2 separate regions of the Macaca mulatta genome follow, and region 1 is linked to region 2. Evidence: chromatin contacts called from public Hi-C data. All regions are on one chromosome and are shown on one strand. Each heading gives the region's core, a stretch centred on a gene start, on an enhancer-like site or on the middle of the called end of the contact. The rest is flanking DNA. Distances are from core to core; before and after follow the strand shown. Region 1 overlaps ARB2A (ARB2 cotranscriptional regulator A). Region 2 has its middle 25 kb from the start of NR2F1.

Region 1 (5,856 bases), core at 2,811-5,310, 200 kb after region 2:
ATATACACTACTCATAACAAAAGAACACTTCTGAGTTGATATACTAGTGAACCATAAACAGTCCACTATACAACAAGTGTCCTCTATCAATATCCACCCTAATGGAAAACACTGGAGTAGCACTTCAGATCACTAACAGGAAGAGGAAAACTCTGAAACCCGTCATTTAGACATCTGACAGCTCTGATGCATGAGTGCATTGAAAAATTTACACTGAGGAAGCGTTTATGTAGGAGTGAAGGTGAATTATTCTCTAGGCTACTTTTGAAAATTCCATTTTCTTTCATGTGTCTATTCCTTAGCACTTCTTTGGAGGACATTCCATCAGTTGAGCCAATGATTCAGGGTCTCTATTCTATTATCATTAAGTATTGCCTCAATTTCATGAGACAAAATAATTCAAACAGCAAGATTCTAAAATAAATATACTTAGGAAGCACAGTACAGAGTGTTTAATAAGCATCAGTATTTGTTATGGTAGGAGGCAGAATTTTTGTTACCTCACACCTTTTGTTAAGTAGCCAATATGAAATTCTATAAAATGGCAAATATATAAAAGAGTCAGTAGTTCACTAATTTAGAAAGTCAATTATGTGTCACTGTTTCATATCAGGTTAATTACTTCATTTACATTTTCAGAATTTTAAAGTAGTGCCTGAAAGGTGACAGACTGACAGGACTACAGACTGCAATTCTTAAACTATTTTACTGAGTGTTAATAATATAAAAGGCAATATACAAAACAGAATTACACACAGGTTTTATCTAAGGCGATTATAAGTGAAATAGACATGGCACAGAAATGGGAGAACAAGAGAGGTGCTTTCAGAAAAATTTTACTGAAGACGTACAGTACAAGGGAAGTGATAAATTGCTAGATAGCTTCTATATTGTTCTTTTAGGCATATATGTATGAAAGGATGGCGGTTAAATATCAACAAAACATCAATGTGTCTGAAGGGAGGAGAGTGACTGACATTTGAGAGAAGTCAAAAGAAGAAATCTAGATTGAAAAAGAATAAAAGTGACTCCTTGAGAGGAATGTTTATTGTAATCAGAAATACAATAAAAGGAGATACTACCACAGTCACAGCACAAAAGAAGACTATGCATAGGAATGAGGAACAAATGTTGAGTTTCCACAGTTCTGATTCCTTACCCACTTTCATAAGATCCCAACCTGCCACTCCTTATTGTGGGTGTCATGATGAAATCTACCATACTACTTTCTGTCACTAAGTTGTCAGGAAAAGCAAGGCTTCCCTAAGTCTGTCTCTTCCCACACAACCACCAGCACATACTATGATCTATTAGTCCCCTTTCTCCTCAAACAAAAAAGGACAATAAACTCACTGCTGAATTTTCCAGTAATTCAATTAAATGTTTCCAGAAGGTAATTGATGCCACTTTTTATTCAGTCTGTGAGTGGGTGGGTTAGACTCTACTGCCTTAAGATTTACATTCTAATAGTTATAAATACAGTGCAATCATATCTCCTATGGCCTTTTATATAAAAGTGAATTTATAAGTAACATCATGGTTTACTGAAATAATTTAAATATTATTTATAATGAGGGCATGGCTCCACAGTACCATCACATAGAAGAAAAGAATGAAAAATTTTCAAGGACATTAGAAATTATGCAATCCAATTGCTTTTTGTACGGATGAGAAAACAGGAAAAGTGACTTAGGTGTCACCTGTGGGATAACACCAATATCAAACTCCAAGTTCCACAACTGATGATGCCTCTCCTTCACTCTATGCTACAGTGCACTACCTAAGAGCACATATGCCTTAGTTCCTTGATGGTATGTCCTAGCACTTTCCTTCCTTGTAATACTACAGCCTCCAAAGTGATTTACTTTTATGTAAGTCTTGGGTTGACAGGCCACCAAGGTGGTTTGTACACATAAACTGCTTTAATTCCATGGACTGAATGGCTGTTGTTTTATTCTTTTTCTGATCAATTTGGCAGGTCAAGTCAGTCAAACTGGTTTCTTCATGTAGATACTGCCTTACTATGGAAATGAATGTGGAAACATTCATCTTTGTCAGAAATTATGTCAATTTATTCAAATTTATTGGTGAATTACAGCAAACATCCCAGCTGATGAACATCTCAGTCATATGTTTTTTAGAGAACACTTATGGTCCTGAAAAGATAACATTACAATGAGCTTTCCCATTCTGAAGCAAAGATGTTTGGATAGAGAATGGGGTCTGTTATTCAAGACAATAATTTATTTCAATCATAAAAATTACAAAGATATCCAGAACTGTAAGTATTAAAATGTATCCCTTTAGATAGTGCTGTTGTTGCTTTCTTTCCCCCTCTTCTTGTTATGGTCCTCTTTCAAGACTCTTAGGAAGCTGTCTCTAAGACCCTTTCTGTCAGTTTCCATTTTTTCTATAGACATACTACAGCCTTCACATTAAGACTGCTTCTCTGGCTTGAGGTAATAAACGATTACCTATAGCACAGTGGTATGATGTTCATGTTATTCTTTGCTGTACTACACCTAGCCAATGTCTCAAAAATTAATGCAAGTATATCAGGATCTGAAATTAGCTTTTTATAGCCAAAAGCAACATCCTGCTAGGAGGAGAAAAACCTATTATAAATGGGCTGGCATCTGATTGCTTGTATATGGTTAGTACCAGGAAACTAACATTTCAAATTATAAAGTGTTGAATATAACAAAAGCTGCCCCATATTGATTAATCATTGTTTTGTTTACGAACTGATAAGGTCTAACTAGGTAGTATCTATTATTAGTAAGTGACAGATCTATTATTAAAGATCTGAGATGAACCTAAATTGGCTAATGCTTTTATGATGTTATATAGAAATAATTAAAAAAAATAACAGCATGAAAAATAACAGCATTTCTCCCTGAACTGTATATTATCTTGGGAAATATTTTTTTCCATGTAATTATTTAAAACTAGTCACTAAAAATATATTAAAAAGTATATGTTATTCAACAAGCACTATCAAAAAATCACTTTGAAAAATGAGAACAGAAAAAAATCAACCTAGGATAATGCACATATCTATTTCTCTTTGAAAAATTTTAAATAATTTCTAATTAAAGTACCTATTTAGTAGAAATCAATTTAATGTGCTACAAAGCAAAGGTATTTAAAAATTTTATTTAAAACTGCCCACGTGTTTATACTCAGTTATTTTACTGGTGTTCAGACCAAGCTTGACTATACTGGCAATCTTTTTTGTCCCTTTTCAGTCAGGATATAAAACATATGCTATGAAAACTTTAAAATCTGCAAGATTACTTTATTCAAATTACTCATGTTAAAAATCAATACCTTCAGCTAATAAAAATCGGGCATGATTTAACTGCATATTTTCACACACACACACACACACACACACACACACACACACACACACACAGATACAGCTATAACTCTAGAGAAGAAGGATATAAAATTTTACCAGTTCTGGAGTGTTTAATTAATTAGGAGAACGGTGTAAAATAGTTGTCTATATTCCTTAGGCTACTGATTGCTTTCTACATTTGGAAGAAGGGGGGCAAGAAGGGAGAGGAGGGAGAGAGTTTTATTTTAAAAGCACATATTAAAACAAAAATGTTATTAATGTCCTTAGAGATTACAGGTGGTGCTACAGATTGAAACATGAATATTTAGGCTTAGGATGGACACTAAGATTCTAAAAAATAGAGCAAATCTTTATATTTTAAAAAGAGTTAGGAATGGTAGCGCATCAATTTTTCTCTATTTCATTTATAAGTGATCAGCTGAAATAGAGAATGAAATGCAATCTTTAATGTAGTTTTAAAAGACTTTAAGTTACTTTTGAACTAGGAACATGTGAAAAATTACAAATAGTAATTTTTATAAGTAAAAAGGTACAAATTATTGCTATTTGTGCTCTTCATTCTTAATCCTTTGCTTATCTTTCTTTTGACCTTTATCCAAATGAATCACACTAACTCTTGAATGCTTTCTCTCACTTGATTTCTAAAGCTGTTCATCACACTTGCTGGCTAGAAGCACAGCTGGCAAGGGATCTAAGCCTCATCACTGGGCAAACTTGCCCTTCTGGTTTTGCCAAGAATGACATTTCCAATGGAAGAAAAAGTTACTGTATGGGACACTGGATACTCTATTTATTTGTGAGAACCAATAGCTCCAACCCCCTTTGTTAGCACTACATATAGGCATTAGAAATAAAACCAAAATAACAAAGGATCAAACAGCCTAGAGTTCTCTAAATTCAATTGTTAATTAAAGTGAGAGTACAGAAATCAGCTGAGTATTTTTACTCATTTCCTGAAGAAAGATGCAACCAAGGATAAGCAGTGCCCCCTAGTGTCAATAACCACAGACAATAAAAGCTAGAGAAAAGTTGCTAATGTTAGCTGAACTAAATTATTAAAAATGTATTGTATGTAATACATGATAAATACATCATTATTCAAATTTTACACTTTACATGTATATAAAAGCACACCCACATCATTTATTTAATACTGACTTGCTCAGGAATGTGCGCATGTGAGGGCACATGCACACACACTGTACACAGACTGACATGGCCAAGATGTCTTTAATGTTCCAGGCAGCTCAGAAAAAAAATTCCACCCAGCACAGCAGGCCATGCATGAAGCGGGTGTCAGCAAGCCCCGCAGAATCACTCACTGTGAAGACATCTAATAGGAACTGCTGAATACACAATACAGGCAGCATGGCCTGAATGGCTAAAGTGGAATGGCCAGACCGAAGTCTGAAGGTTTTCAAATCCACCCAAAATTGTAATTAAACCGGTAAAGAATTTTTAGACATTTTCTCTTTTTATTGTTATTAGGAGATTAGTATATTTAGCCTGTACTAGAGACTGATTTTGAAAATGCTATAACTTTTACTAGGCATATTCTGAATACTGAATCCTAAATCTTAAGTACAAATAAATAAAATATACATCCTCTCTTTGGAAAAAAATGCAACACAAAATTCAAATATTAAAAAACATTAAATATATTTTATAAAATTGAAGTCAAGATATATTTTCTGTGATAAATCTTATAAGAAAATTCAAAAGTTATTTTTAAAAGACAAATTAGGTATCTACAGAGTGATATATGTGCCAAACAGGTAAAGTCGGCTTCTCATTTTGTGAAATACTAAATCATTTATTAACAGCAATTTTTGTCATAGATGACACATAAATGGGGCCAAAAAAGAAATTACAATGAAAAAGAAAACATCCATACAAATAAAAATGATAAACAGGAAAAACCAAAAAGCCAGGAGGACTGGGTACATATGTATCAAAGAAGCTTCTAATAAAAAGCAAATTAATAAGATAAACAATTGCTTAATTTTATTTACATAAAAAGTACAAGGCAAGAAAAGTTTAAGGCTATTTAAAACATGTATTTATACAGAAGTCCATTTGTGAATTACTTTTTCACATAAACCAATAATGCATATAGGACTAGTTTTGCATTTTAAAAAGCACAAGACATAATTATGCTTTTATAAAAAGATTCCTATGTGCATTTAAGTTGCTTCATCTTTAAAAGGATGAAGATGCAAATGCAATAGTTTAGCAGGCATAAACAGAATTCCAGAATGATATTTAGCAGTAGACAGGTATTTTGGCCATTTACAATAACTTCTGGTTAAAACAGAAGCTGAAACTTCAACTATTCAAATTTAGAAAAAGTTCTGAAATGCTTACTATTGAGTTTTTAAAGAAGCAAAACGTTGGCAAGACTACTAAAATCTTTAAGAACTAAAGAACAACAGCAACAACAGAAATCCCCTTCTTTCTTATAACAGTATTTCGCTAACATCCAGAAGGAAATA
Region 2 (6,598 bases), core at 1,689-4,188:
ACGAGTCACGCTTTCAGACAGGGGATTTTTAAGATGCTGTGTTTGTAGGGGCGAAAAAAAAGGGAATATCTTACGAAGTTCTCCCTCATTCCAATAACAAAACCTGTCACATCTTCACTTCTTACTAGAAAAGATAGTGTCCTCATTTCCTCATGTGAACAGCTCTGAAGTGATTACTGAATGTCTCTGTGAGAAATCAGGATGGGAGAGGAAAGCTCATCACATACAGAGATTATTTTTAAGCCTGCCTTCATGTAATTTAACCTTAGAAACACTTTTATTATCCTCATTCTCAACCCCAGTTTTTTTTTTTTTTTAATTGGAGGGCCATGCCTTATACAGGAGAAAACCTTCTTTTAAAAAAGATTTAAACCCACAGTACCAGTTGTTTGTTGTTGTTGTTATCATGATTATGATGGTTATTATGTCGTCCCCTCCTTTTTGCACTGGATCTGATGAGAGAACTTTTTTAAGAGTGTGAAATGAAGGACACAAAGACATATATCAATGAAAAGAAGAAAGTGGCCCTTTTAATGAGAACTAAAGAAAACCCAAATGTAGATGAAGTGTACCGTAAAAGCTGCTTCAAAGTCCATCTTAATTCCCTTGGGCTCAGTCATCACGAACGTGTGATAATTGGGAGTTCTGCACGGAGGTAAGGCTGCCATGGGGTGGGGAGTCTCGCAGATGTACCTCCCTGCCCTGTAATTCCAAATACATTTCAACCAATAACTTGGAGATATTACAGAACCCAGATTTGGCTACTCCACCTTCAAAGGCTACCTGCCCATTAAAGACATTTTGTTTTCTTCCAGAGAGACGGTGCTCACTAGGGGAGTCTCATTCTGTGTCCCACCCCACCTCACCCCCCAGCAGGCTGGTATAGGCTGGACCATATTCTAAGGTTTTGATCATTATTTTGTGATCAACTCTGTTTAATTTTCTATTTATTTTCGGACCTGAGCCTTTCTGGATCACAGAAGTCCCCACAAGTAACACAGCAATAAATCTGAACAAAAATAAGACAGATTTCCTCATCGATGTGTAATAAAGTTAAAGGACATTGTTTTGTCAGACAAGCGCTAAGTAGAAAATAAATCTCAGAGTCTGGGGAAACAAAACGGAGCGCTGCTGGCATGTGTGTAAATTTACTTTTAAAAGCAATAAATCAATGTTAAATTAAACAGCTGGGTACCCTGTCTAGGAGAAGGTTCCGTGTTTAAGAAGACCTTGATGGGAGAAATGTACTATTTAACAAGACACACACACACACACACACACACACACACACACACACACACACACAAAGTTAAATTTTTATTGACATCCGGAGGCAAGACTGCCCTGGGAACTTTTCCTCTGAACTTCGGAGAGGGAGAGGGAAATAAGAGAGAGCATGAATTGGGTCTACTGTCCATCCTCAGATCTTTACACATATTTTCAGGCATAAGGAGACAAGGAGGTTTAGTAGAAATGTTTTAGATGTGTTCTAAATTGTTGGTTAAACTATGAAGTCTCTCTTTATTGGCTTAGATTTGTTGGGTGGGTAGTGATTTTTCTGAGTTTTTTTTTCCTGTAAGTACTATGACCTGTGAGCGTGTTGAGCATATTCTTATCTCATGCTTCCTTTATTCTTAATGTGGTTGTTTTGCACAGCAAATAGCACAGTAGAAAAATCAAGAGGACTGTTATTTCATATCTATTGTGCTTATGTTCATTGAGGAGCAATGAACATAATCTCAGCAAACCTGAGATTGGAATAGCATTTGATATTCAACAGGAATATTTTAATATTTCATTTTCTAATTTGTTTTTGTTTTTGTCGTTATTTTACAAAGCTTCACTTCATTGGGAGAAAATTGTGTGTGGGGTGGTGGAGATGAGGAACAATAGAAAAGCCTAGCTCTGGCTCTGTATTCTAAGAACAATGTGAATCAATGAGCTATTATAGAGGCAATATTCAATAGCAGGAAATTAAGAGTAGTTTAAGACTAGCATGTATATACGCGGATTCTTTTCCAGCCTTAAACTGAAATTCCAGAAAGACTCTTTAGAAAGCACACATATTATTGAGATGAACTCTCCCAGTCTTATCAATTCAGACCGGCTGGTTTAAAAGAAAAATATGGGGTTCCTGACTCTACAGAAATCAGCAGATTATTCTTTACTTTCTTCACATTGAAATCCCAGAAGCTTTATTTGGTAGTTACATTGTTAGCCCAGTTCCAAAGGATATTCATATAATTAGGTAATATTATTCAAACTTTAAAATTATTCTTAAAAAGTGCTTTAACCCCACCCCCTTCAAGCTACACACTAACAGGGGTATTGGCAGCTTTCTAGCTACCTTTGACTTTTCTTCAGCCAAAGGAAATATCAAAGACCCAGTTGCCTGGAGAAGAATAAAGTTATAGCATTTATATTTAGGAGGCAGCATTCCATTTCCATGACCATCAGTGGCTTGTTAAGTAAATCTGTGTCTTATGCCACTCGGAGAGAGCTCAGATCGCCTGTCAGGAGGCATCTGGGCAGCCTTGTAAACTCAGAATGACTTCTCAAATCGTGCTATGTTTTCCCAGCGATGCGCTTTCCTCTGCGCTGAAGCCCTGGGAATCATTTCAGCCCAAGGTGAGCCTTTCAGGCACTGCTCTTTGTCCCCATTTGGATAAGAAGGTGCAAAACTAGTTAGACACTGGGCTGGCTTTGGGGAGGTGGTAGGAGGGTATGGAGAGGCGGCCTGTTCTAATTAAAGACAATAAGCAATCCTGCGAGGAGCTGTCCTTTAGCCTTGGCTGGAGGCAGAATGGTTTGTCTCACCTCAGTCGTTAAATTCGGTGAGGCGAAGAGCAGAAACTTGCAGGTAGCTCTGGGCTCAGGTGAGACTGGGCAGACGGTTAAATCACAGCAAGTGATCTCGAAGTCCCCCTTTACCTCGCCATCCTCTCTCCCTCTGTGCTCGACTCGGGCGTACTTTGATTCTAACTTTGCTTGCTAGATGGCGCTCGGTGTCTCAGGACTTTCTGTTTCAGAATTAAAGCGGCTTTTTAGCACCGTTGTTCTGAACTATTTGTGGGCATTTGATTAGTACAGTGCTGGTAATGTTATTATTGCCCTTGTTTTCTTCACACTTGTTCTCTTTTTGATTAAGGTATCGTCCAGGTGGGAGCTGCCAGTCTTAATCCATATAATAATTGAAATTCAGGGAAACTCTGCATCTAAATTTAGGGCACATTTGTGGTTTAATTACCTGTTCTGGTGCACTTAAAAAGGCACCTTAGTAACTTTCCTCCAAGAGTCTGATTGAGGTTTCAAGAGGACAACTCAGCAGGTCCAGATGGTGATTTACAATCTTTGAAGTTTCCCACTAGAGTCCACCACCCTCTCCCACCACTACTCCCCATTCTCACTCAAAGATGAATCAGGCTGATTTGGAGAACTTATTACTTTCATTTGTCATTATGAGATAGCATTAATTGATTGAAAAAGTATTATGATTATAGCCCAAGTACTAAAAATTTATGTCTACAAAGAGATACATTTTAATCTTAGTAATGAAAGTCACTACCTAGCTTGTTTCACAAGAAGGATGACTTGTGGATTCTAATGTATATTTATTTCAATCACTAAATGATTCTTCTCAGATATTCAAAACACTTTTGGGGAGATTCCTTTGTGTTGAAGCATGAAGAGAGAAAATCAGTAGTTCTAAGTTTCTGGTGGAAAAAATTAAGATAAGCCAAAAAGACCTGAATATTGTTTTGTCGAATGAAGATGTCATTTTCACAGCACCCACTGTTCTCATACCATTGTCTGTTTTTTAAAGAAAGGATTGCAGGTGAGGAAAGGCAACGGTTGCAAATTAAAGAAAAATATCTCTTTATAACTTTAAACACTTGGACATGGGAGAGTTTAACTTGTTACTTGCTTTTAGGATTTGGAAACTAATTGTAAGAAATGTTCTACCTTTGGGGGAAATTAACAACATACAGAGCTGGGTGGTTTGGAAACCTTTTGTCAAACCTTGGCTGCTTTGGTGAAGAACCCCGCAAAGTCTCTCTCTAGGTGTTAGGCTGAAACTAGCAGGCGCTGAAAACCTAAAGCAGAAAATTTACAACTTGATCAGCCCCAGCCACACACCAAAAAACCTGCTACTGGTGCAAACATATGTTCCAGATTAAGTTAAGCAAATGGCTCTCATTTTTTCAGGTTGAAAGTTGATCATGGAAATTCAAATTTGAGTGCATTGTGCTTCTAATAGATCACTAGATCGTCAAACGCTTACAAATCCTCCCCAACCATTTATTCAATAAATTTCATGTATTTTATTACCTTCTTGAGATCCTAGCTTAGAATCTCATGCAAATTGACTCTAGTCGGGTATTATTTTCCAGGAACACATGTAGTTTTAAAAGTTGGCTAGGTTGAAAACTGGCTGTATTCTTCCTTCTAATGTTACACTGCTAAATAGCTGAAGTGTAACTCAGTTGTTTTAATGCTTTCTCTGTTTCCTCGTATACCTACTAACTTTTAAAAACAGAAATTAAACTGCAGGATTTATTTTAAAGTTTCATTTGCTGGAGAAGTGAGTGATTTTTTTCACAGCATGAGGCAAAATAAAGGAGTGTTACCAAAGCCTTTAATTATGTCAGGAAAGACTGAAATCATGGTATTTCTTTTAATGGGGGTAACTATCTTTTGCAACCTCTCTGTGGTCATCCAGCCACCTCCCAATTAAATTATTTGAAGACCAGCGTGGCTACTAAAATGCCTGGTAAAGAAGTTTAGAATTAACTCCCCACTTTCCAAGGTAACTCTCTTGCAAGTTGCAGAGGATGGAGCCAGGCATCAGACACCTGGGGTCCCTTCTTTCTTAATCGCGGGAGTTTGAAGTCATCCCCCTTTACCTCTTCGCATTCGAATGATCATCCTGCAGATTTTAACCGATATTGTCATGTTGAAGTTTGGTAGTTATTGTTTACATCTCTCCCTTCCCCAAGGGGTCTTGGGAAACGTTTAAGAGATTATTGATTTCCAAGAAACCAAATAAAGAAGCTGTTCTTTTATAACATATGAAATACACACTTTTCTTTAACTAAATAGGCAGTGTATATTTGACATTGACAAATGGGCAAGAGATAAGGAAACTTATTTTAAAAGACTTTGAAGGGGAAAAAATGGATTCAACAGCAGCAATCCTATGGAATAGTAGGGTTGGAATTAAAACAAACGCTTGGATAATAAGGAAAAAAATAGTCATCTATGCTGTAAAATGGTTTAAAGTTTCACTGAACACACACAGATGGCGAGCAAACATCACTGAAGATGCTCCTCTCAGGGGGACCTGATCAGTATCCTCAATGTTCTGATTTATTATAAAGAAAATGAGTTTCCCATGCTTCTTTTCTTCACATTTTTCTCTGGCAAAAGTGGTTCTGAAATTTCTACTCAGGTCTGGGAGTTTCTGACGTACTTACAATAATCCAGAAAAGTCATTCTGAAACTGGATTAGGAGTATACTTTTTTTAAAAAAAGTAAGACTTTCTTGATTAATGAAATGCAGATCTTAACTACTCCTTTCCTCCAAGTCATAAAGGAAATCCCTCGTGAAAGAAAGCGATTCCCAAAACCCAGACTGAGAGAGTAAACCTTAGGCACTCAGGAGTTCAATAAGGGCTGTCCATTCCACCCCAAATCTCCACAACTCCCGTAGCCCTGACAGAGGAAAACCTCATGTCCTTCTCTGCACCTGATTCCCTTTGCTTGCTCCCGAACTCCGGAAGGCTAGAACGAATTTAGCCAAAGATGGAAGGAAACTCAGCTCATGGAAGCTCCCCAAAAGGGTTCTGGCCAAAGATATGTAAACATTATGTAGATATTTCAGTTGCAGGTTTAGATAGTGGGAGATGGATCCTAGTCTAGAATATTCGAGTCTTCAAGTCACTATTATTCAACAGGTCTTTGCTACGCTGCACACTTCAGATGCCAAACTGCGTTAGCTAACGTGAGTTTTTCCCCGTTTTCCTGGGAGGGTCGTGTTGCTAGTTTAGTTTCCGGCATGGCTGAGTTTCTCTAGTAGCATGGATTTATCTTAGCATTTGGGCAAAATGACTCTTGAGATGGAAAATATGACCTAACTACGGGGGAAAAAATATTTGAGCAGAACTCAGCAGTTACTTTGCAGAATACGAAAAGACAAAAAGTTTGTGCAAGTAGTGCTGTGAGAAAGCAGTGTGTTGATGATGGCTGTTCCGAGAAAACAAACTAAATTGTTAACCCATCAAGGAGTTAATAAAATATTTGTATGTCTTATGGGACATAAAAATAAAGTGTTTTGAAGCTAAATTTTTGCCTTAGTTTACTGAAAAATTTCCTTGCAATACTATGGCAAATAGATAATAATTTATCCTGAAATGTATTGTAGTTCATGTTACTATACAGAAGCAGTTTTCAAATAAATTTATTGAGGGAATTTTATAGGTAATAAACCCGTTAACTTAAGATATTAGGGTTCTCTCCCTTTTCACTTATTCCTGACTCTTCCCAGCATAGTTTGGATCAAGTTGGTTTGAAGTTATTTCAGTACAATTGATATTTAATA

The links. Hi-C and Micro-C count contacts between places; a contact is called where the count stands out from the background.
Region 1: a contact with region 2 is called in a Hi-C map of fetal cortex germinal zone, with 4 times the contacts expected there. The contact joins two enhancer-like sites. A contact is called at or near these places in 5 of 14 Hi-C or Micro-C datasets (cortical neurons, fetal cortex germinal zone, fetal cortical plate and 2 more).

Annotation. Positions count from the first base shown.
Region 1 is chr6:100,175,726-100,181,581 of T2T-MMU8v2.0, forward strand. All of the region lies in intron 8 of ARB2A (ARB2 cotranscriptional regulator A), which reads right to left. Among named protein-coding and RNA genes, the nearest start is that of POU5F2, 53 kb to the left of the region's middle. Within about 2 kb of position 4,061, at least 3 of the 40 cell types and tissues checked have an H3K27ac peak or open chromatin away from gene starts, as enhancers often do. A contact at or near this core is called in fetal cortex germinal zone, where this site is marked.
Region 2 is chr6:99,980,988-99,987,585 of T2T-MMU8v2.0, forward strand. No RefSeq gene overlaps it. Among named protein-coding and RNA genes, the nearest start is that of NR2F1, 25 kb to the left of the region's middle. Within about 2 kb of position 2,939, at least 14 of the 40 cell types and tissues checked have an H3K27ac peak or open chromatin away from gene starts, as enhancers often do. A contact at or near this core is called in fetal cortex germinal zone, where this site is marked.